Linked DNA regions of Mus musculus: region 1 is linked to region 2. A link is a contact called in public Hi-C data. All regions are on one chromosome and are shown on one strand. The core of a region is the stretch at or near the end of the contact, and the rest is flanking DNA. Distances in the headings are between cores, read along the strand shown.

What was found. A called contact is a pair of places that touch in the nucleus more often than the background predicts.
Region 1: a contact with region 2 is called in a Hi-C map of CD4 T cells, with 7 times the contacts expected there. The contact joins the promoter of H2az1 here to the promoter of Zgrf1 in region 2. A contact is called at or near these places in 1 of 39 promoter capture datasets (cranial neural crest) and 1 of 484 Hi-C or Micro-C datasets (CD4 T cells).

What each region holds. Positions count from the first base shown.
Region 1 is chr3:137,862,443-137,866,065 of GRCm38.p6, forward strand. H2az1 (H2A.Z variant histone 1) reads left to right here and starts at 2,045. Exons shown (of 5, transcript NM_016750.3): 1 at 2,045-2,254; 2 at 2,691-2,768; 3 at 3,078-3,191; 4 at 3,569-3,623. The coding sequence starts at 2,252. Gm43403 (predicted gene 43403) reads right to left here and starts at 1,884. Exons shown (of 2, transcript NR_169184.1): 1 at 1,523-1,884; 2 at 1,245-1,395.
Region 2 is chr3:127,551,067-127,554,821 of GRCm38.p6, forward strand. It overlaps Zgrf1 (zinc finger, GRF-type containing 1), which reads left to right and starts at 2,423. Exons shown (of 26, transcript NM_197997.2): 1 at 2,423-2,589. Larp7 (La ribonucleoprotein domain family, member 7) reads right to left here and starts at 2,283. Exons shown (of 13, transcript NM_138593.2): 1 at 2,117-2,283.

The DNA of each region.
Region 1 (3,623 bases), core at 795-3,294, about 10 Mb after region 2:
CAACGTTATCTATATAGAAAATCCCAGGCTAGCCTGGGCTACAGAATTAAGATCATGTTTCAAAAATAAGAATAAAAAACATTTTAAAAGGCACAAGCAGAAAGGGTTGAGAACTAAGATTACAGTGAGGAGGCGCCACAGAACTCACATGTACTTGCTAGTTTATTCTTGCTACCACTCTTCAGTGAAGAAAAGTCAACCTTTTAGTTGGATTCCATGGGAAAAAGCTCACACAGAATTCTCTAGAGAATGGACGTATGTTATGAGGTAAATATCAAGAAATCCCATCAGAAGCCAGGGATAGCCTACTGGGCTTGGCTTTATACTTGGTTTTTTTTTTTGAAGACAGGGCCTCAGTCTGTAGCTGTAGATGGCTTGGAACTCACTGTGTAGACCGTGTGGGCCTTGAAGTCACAAAGATCTGCCTGCCTCTGCCTCTCAAGGGCTGGTATTAAGGATGTAGGTTGCCACCATCACAGCAGGCCAGTCCTTAGGTGTCTGAAATGCCATCGTTGTAGAGTTGACTAGCATTCTGCTTATGACTCTTCTGATGCAGCCTTCTAGGTGCTGGGATGTCAGGAGCCTCAGTTGTTTTCGGCATGTGATGACATCATTACAATTCCTTAGTTCCAATAAGCCTCGGAATCAATATTGTTTGGAGTCTCTCCTCTAGCATTAATGTCCTGGTATCAGAGAGTTCCTCTAATTTCATAAAATCTCCCAAACTTAAGTACTAATAATGTGGAGTTTACGCTTCAATATTCTCTTCATATTACTATTCAATTATGTAAAAAGTATAAACCGGTGATATAACTCGACGGGTGCTAGCTGTGTGAGAGTTGACTACCTGATACCTGAGTTTATCTCTGGAACCCTGGAAAGAGAGCACTCACTCAAGTTGTCATCCGATTTCCACAACTATAGTAATGAGGTGAGCACCCGCGCCCACCCACATGGCCACACAATCATGTTTAATTGAAAAGTGCTACGTATTAATATAAATGCGAAATTCGCAAGACTCAGATAATTATGGTCTCCAAGCAGCGAGTGATAAATGCAGGTGCTGTAGATCTACTAACTGCACGTCTAAGTGGCTGGCATCAGGACAGTACCGTGTGTACAAGTCTATTTTTTTTTTTAAGCCCAGCATTTGTAACTGATTACATGAACCATCTGTAACTGCTTGTGAATCATGTTACAGTTACCCCACTGACATTTACCAACATTTGTCATGTGGCAAAATGTTTTAGTGTAGGAAAGCTGACACATAATAGCTTTAATGTTTCAACAAATCAACTTTAGACACTAGGCTATAGGTGCATCCCATTGATGCGAAGTCTTCGCAAAAATATGGCCGGTGACTTCATTATAAAAAACCGCTTCATCCCAAGCTTCCTGTGTGTAGACAAAATTACTTGTTATCCCCACGGTAACTTGGCTCCACTGTTGTTATGAGACAGGATGAGGGGGGTGAGGGGTAACAAGAGGTGAGGACAGAAGTGGAGGAAGATGAAAAAACTACCGGGGGTGGGGTAGGTGACACTTTTATCAGGGAAGTGGTTCACCAAGTAGAGGCCGAGCTGAGCTCTTCTTGCCGGACGCCTTCGAGCCACCTGTCAGAAGGCAGGACTCTGAAGGAAACCGAGATCTGCGGACACGAAAGGCCAGGCCAGAGGGCAACCGAGAGGCGCCGGTTGTCAGCGAGGGGGCCAGGCTAGACCGGGAGGGAAGCTCACGTGGTCTCCGGAGCACCGCGGGGGAGTGGAGGGGGGGAGGCTGCAGCGGGGAGGACGCCAGCGCGCGCTCCTCCCCAGCCTTCCAGCTCCTCCCTCCAGGCACGTGACACCACCGTCCACTCGCTCGGTGGCGCAGCGCTCTGTTGCTGCCCTCCCGCCGCGGCGCCCCTTCTTCTCCCGGTCCTCGTCCCGCCGCATCTCCTCCCCCCCTAACTCATCCCCCACGCGCCAATCATCGCTCGAGCTCCCGAGCGCCCGCCCCGCCACTCCGCTGTGCGTTCTCCCATTGGCTGGAGCCTCAAGGACGCGTCCCGAGGGCGGGAGGCAACCATTGGTGGGCCGAACCGGCCGAGTTCCCGGATGAGGGAACATTCTGCAGTATAAAGGGCGCGAGGAAGGCGGGAGACGGCGCAGTTTGAATCGCGGTCCGACGGAGGAGTGGGCGCTGGGATCTCGCTGAGCGTCCGCCTGGCCTCGTCTCTTCCTCGCTCGTCGGAGCTTCAGCACGGTCCGAGATGGTAACGTGAAGAGTGACGGCGGGCGGCCGCGGGCTGCAGGCTCCGAGCGGGCGGGGCCGCCGTCCCCGGGGCTGGGAGAGGCGGCGGCGGCGGCGAGTGGGAGCGTGCGGGGACGGGGTCGGGACGAGCGGAGGGGAGGTGTTTTCGGAGCCCCGGAGCTCCAGGCGGGAGGCGACGGTTGGGGGGGCGCGCACGGCGCGGCTGGGAGCCGGCGCGGGGGCGCGCAGCCGCGGCGGGCTCGCGGCAGGGGTCGGCGGGGGAGAAGGGCGGGCGGGGGGCGAGCGGCGGCCCGGGGTCCCCGGCGGGGCGGGCGGCGGGCGGCCGAGCGCGCGCTCGCTCGCCTCCAGGACGCGCTGTGGTGGGGGAGGGGCGCGCCGCCTTGGTAATTCTATCTTCTCCGTCCCTCCCGGGCTCGCGGGCGTCGGCGGCGCCGCAGGCTGGCGGTAAGGCTGGAAAGGACTCCGGAAAGGCCAAGACAAAGGCGGTTTCCCGCTCGCAGCGAGCCGGCTTGCAGGTGGGTAGCAACTGCCGCAGTCGGGTGACCGGGCCTTTATGTTTGCACCCCCCTTGCTTGTTTGTCTGCACCCTCCATGGGTGTTCCATCTTAGCATGAGTGATGTGTCGCGACTTGGCCCTGCGGAGACAGTGAATACTGGGGTTTGGGGAGGGGGGGCGTCGGATCACATGTGTGTTAACTGGCGGGGCGCGTTGGTGCACCACCACCGTCCTTGGCTTTGGCGCGCACATCTTATCTTAACGAATTTCCTATCTTTGTGCATTTTTTTTCTTGTTTGTTCGTTTGTTTGTGTGCATAAAAATCAAGTTCCCTGTGGGCCGTATTCATCGACACCTGAAATCTAGGACAACCAGCCACGGACGTGTGGGCGCGACCGCCGCTGTGTACAGCGCAGCCATCCTGGAGTACCTCACCGCAGAGGTAAGCGGGAGTACGCCTGTGATCTGGAAAAGCTCTGGGGGGGCGGGGGAAAGTGGCGAGAGAGGAGGAAAGTGATGCAAGAAAACTCGCAGGCCCTAAGAGCGGCGCGCAGACCGAGGGAGCGCTAGAGGGAGCTCGCGTTCAGCCGAGGAGGCTGCTGGGCCAGAGTGTGCTGCTCCTGCAAATGCAATTGCGTGCCCCTTCGGGGTTTTTTGGGTGGTTTTTTTTTTTTTTTTGCATAATTCTGCATAATTTTATCATTCAGGTAGTAGGGAATGACAACAGTTGGTAAATAACACCATTGAGGTTCAAAGATCTTGATTGAAAGTAAGTTGGAATATTGATCATCAGATTTTTATTTATTTTTTGCCTTTTAGGTACTTGAGTTGGCAGGAAATGCGTCAAAAGACTTAAAGGTAAAGCGTATCACCC
Region 2 (3,755 bases), core at 1,173-3,672:
ACCCAAAGGGGGAAAAGCTGCCATGGAAAACATGATGCCATGTTATTTTTACCAATCTTTCACTAAATCCTATCAATTTCATCTTTGAAATGGCTCTTACCCCCATTTAATGTTTTCTCCATCTGCTATTAGAATATGAGTTTATAATTGCACTAGAAGTCACCTATCCTTTACAGAAGTTTGTGTCACCTGTCCATAATACTCATATGGTTTATGATGGTTATATTTTATATTTTTGGGAGTGAGCCTAGCTTTTCATGGCTGAGCTATCTTTCTAGTCTGTGAAGGTTATTTCTAAACTTGAAACATTAGTGATTCTGATAAGTTTTTCTTTTTTCTTTTTTTTTGTAGTGTCATAAATATACTGCTAAATGAATGTGGTGATACACAACTTTAATACCAGTACTTGGGAGGTAGAGGCAGGTGGATCTCTGAGTTTGAGGCTGGCCTGCTCTGCAGAATTTCTGGACAGCCAGAGCTACATAAAAAATCCTGCCTCCAAACAATCAAACAAACAAACAAACAAACAACATCCACCCACAAAACTCACAGTCTTGGAACAAAGAAATTACTGTGAAGCAATGCCAGATATTTATATAGATAGATAGTTTTAAATCTTGACAATCCTACTTGGTCGTTTCTTTCCCCTTTTCAAAGGGAGGCTGAAAGGTTATGTAATTCAGTCAAAACTAGGTAGGTAAGCAAACCGAGGTGTTTGACTCTTACACTGTCTACCGTTTAGTAGAAGCTACACTCTGTCAGCATTCACACTATATTCTGACCCAGGAATTTCTTTTTTGGGGGGTGGTGGGTGGTGGTTTCAAGACAGGGTTTCTCTGTATAGCCTGGCTGTTCTGGAATTTACTCTGTAGATCGGGCTGGTCTCGAACTCAGAAATCCACCTGCCTTTGCCAACTCCCAAATGCTGGGATTAAAGGTGTGCGTCACCACTGCCTGGGCTGTCCCAGGAATTCTTCATCTGACCTCCCTGACACTTCTGGGAGTTTAAAGACATCTTAGGAATCCATGAGATGTTATAAGACAAACTTTTAAACAAAAGGTAAAATCATGCTTATACAAATATAAAGGAATATGGTAAATTTAAGTGGAACTAGTCTGTTTAAAGGAGAAAAGACCAGATCAATATGCAGCATAAAGTCAAAATGAATGTTAACATATACTGGTCAGGGGCAATGATTGGGCAAACATGGTTTTCATCTTTATGTTTTCAACAAGTTACAAAGTTGCAACACTGCCCAAAGACAGTGAATGTCACAGATAATCTGGAAGTAAGCTGTGCTAGATGTAAAGCAAAAGACCATTTTTTTTTTTTTAAATTTTAAATCAAAGGTTTTGTTTGTAAAATCACATACAAAATGTTTCCACAGGTACATGTAAAATTTTCAAAGGAACTCGACAATAATATTTTCCAGGCTTTAAACAAAAAGAAGAGTACCCAAAAGATTGAGAACCAAAGTTGTAGTCACGGCAAACCCTTTAGCGGTCTGGAACTTTGCTCCAAATAATCTTTTAGTGTGAATGTTTTATGAAGTCATTCGGTTTCCCACCACCGCCCGGCTTCGAAAGACTACTAAAAGGCAGTCTTACTTCTTGAGGATTTCCATTCTCAATGAACTCTCCACTCATATTTCTCCTTAATTTCTCATAAACGCACTCAGAACTTAAATTCATTACTGTTAGCCCCTTCTACAACGGCTTTTTCTATAGAGGGACTAGCAAAAAGAAAAGACTGAACTTTAGAATGCAAGTTCTCACAACTGATGTCCTTTGGGAAGACAACCTGCCTAACACCCACAGTTCCTCTGAGCAACCCTACTTCCGCACAGACTCCCCCCCCCCCCCCCCCCCGCAGCCGGGCGTGCCCCAAACACCCCAACCCCAAGCTCGGCCCGCCCCCTCTGTACTGAGCTCCGAATAGCAGGGGCCGCCAGGGAACTGCGCGTGCGCACAACGCACGGCGCCAAACCAACGGCACAGTGGCGACGGGGGCGGGGTGAGGCGGACCGCGGATGGAGGGTGGCCCTCAGGAGACCCGACTGAGAGGAGTTCCCACCTCTACGGGTCTGAGAGGCTCTGCAGGCCAGTAGTGACTTACTCCGTGCTCGTCCCCAGATCCACGGTCAGCGCTTGTGTTCTCCCACGCTTTCCTTCTCCCGACCCCTGCGGTCGGCGGAAATTTGCGTCATTCGAGTAGCGACGCGCTTCTCTCAGCCCGCTACGGAAAGACGGGTCCGAGGCCCAGGGTTCGTTGCTGACGTCATAGGCGGAGCATCTCGGGGGCGGGAGCCACGCGGTGACTGCGCTGGCACGCGGAGTTCCATTGGTGGTTTGCGAACGGCGGCGGGCGGGGCCTCCGCGGTACCGTCCCTGCTTGATGACGTCACTTAAGTTGGCGGGAGAAATTAGAAAGTGGAGTTTATGTCATTGAGCCGGTGAAGTGGAGACTTTTCTCTCCCGTGTTCTAGGCAAGAAGGGTGGACAGACCGGGCGACTTGGCGCGGTTGGGAGAGCACTGGACACTGACTCGCCTCCACGGAAGCGACCCACGAGGCGCCGTTAGAGTGCCGGGTGAGGCGGTCACCATAGCGGCCCATCCCGGTTGTGGGTGTTTTAGGGGCTGACATAGGACCAAGGGGGCCATTATTATTTAGTGATACAAAACCTTGAAGTGTCAAGGCTTGGCAAGTGAAGCTATGTTTCTTTTAGGGATCTGTACTGTTCCTTGTGGTTTAGCAGGCCGTTCGTGGTTTGGAAACTTTCCTGGTTTGAGCGGTGCTGTTCTGAGCTATTGTGACAGTTTTTCATCACTGCAGAGGGCCAGATAGAAACTGTTGTTGGGCTCCAGAGCTGGACTTCCTAACGTAATAGATCAAGAATAGGACCTAAAAGAATAGGACCTAAAATGTTCATTGCTAACTAATTGTCAGGTCATGTCCCTGGAACCACTTGAAGATATGTGTGCTTATGTGTGCTGCTTTTGCATCTGTATTCAGTTCACCATCGACGATTTCAAGATTTCAAAATTTGACCTTATAGTTAACATGGTAGTTACAGTGGCTGCTGCAGCACTGTCCAAGAGATTTTTCTTCCTGGGTGTGGTGGCATATTGCTTGTAATATCCCAGCTATTTCCAGAGGCTAGGACGGGATTGTGCAATATGGTCAGATCCTATTTTAAACAAACATAAAGGACTGGATGCATGTAAGCACTATTACCTAGTTTACATATAGTCCCTTTTGTCAGCCCCTAGCACTGGGTAAAAGAAAGAACAAAATTTTCCTTGCAGAGGAATTATATATTGTATATTTGGCTCTAGGATGTTGTGCTATATTGACTAGGGTATATAGTCAACCCTCTGTACCTGTAATTTCTGGATCTGTATTCAGCCAGTTATAGATGGGAAATAGAAAAAAGTTGTTAGTACTGAGCATACAGATTTTTAAATTATCATTTTTATTTCTTCCTTTTAGACAGTGTCTATCTATGTAGTTAGTCCTGACTGTCCTGGAGCCCTATAGGTAGACAGGCAACCAGGCTGCCTTGAAGTCACAGATCCACCTGACTGTGCATCCTGTGCACTGGAATCAAAGTTGTGTTCCACCAAGTCAGGCTTGTTACCATTTCTTGAACAATGCAGTTTAATCACTGTTTGCATATCATTTACAACCTACTAGGTACAAGTAATCTAGAGATAACTTATTTATGTTAGAAAATATGTGCATGCTCCTATTATA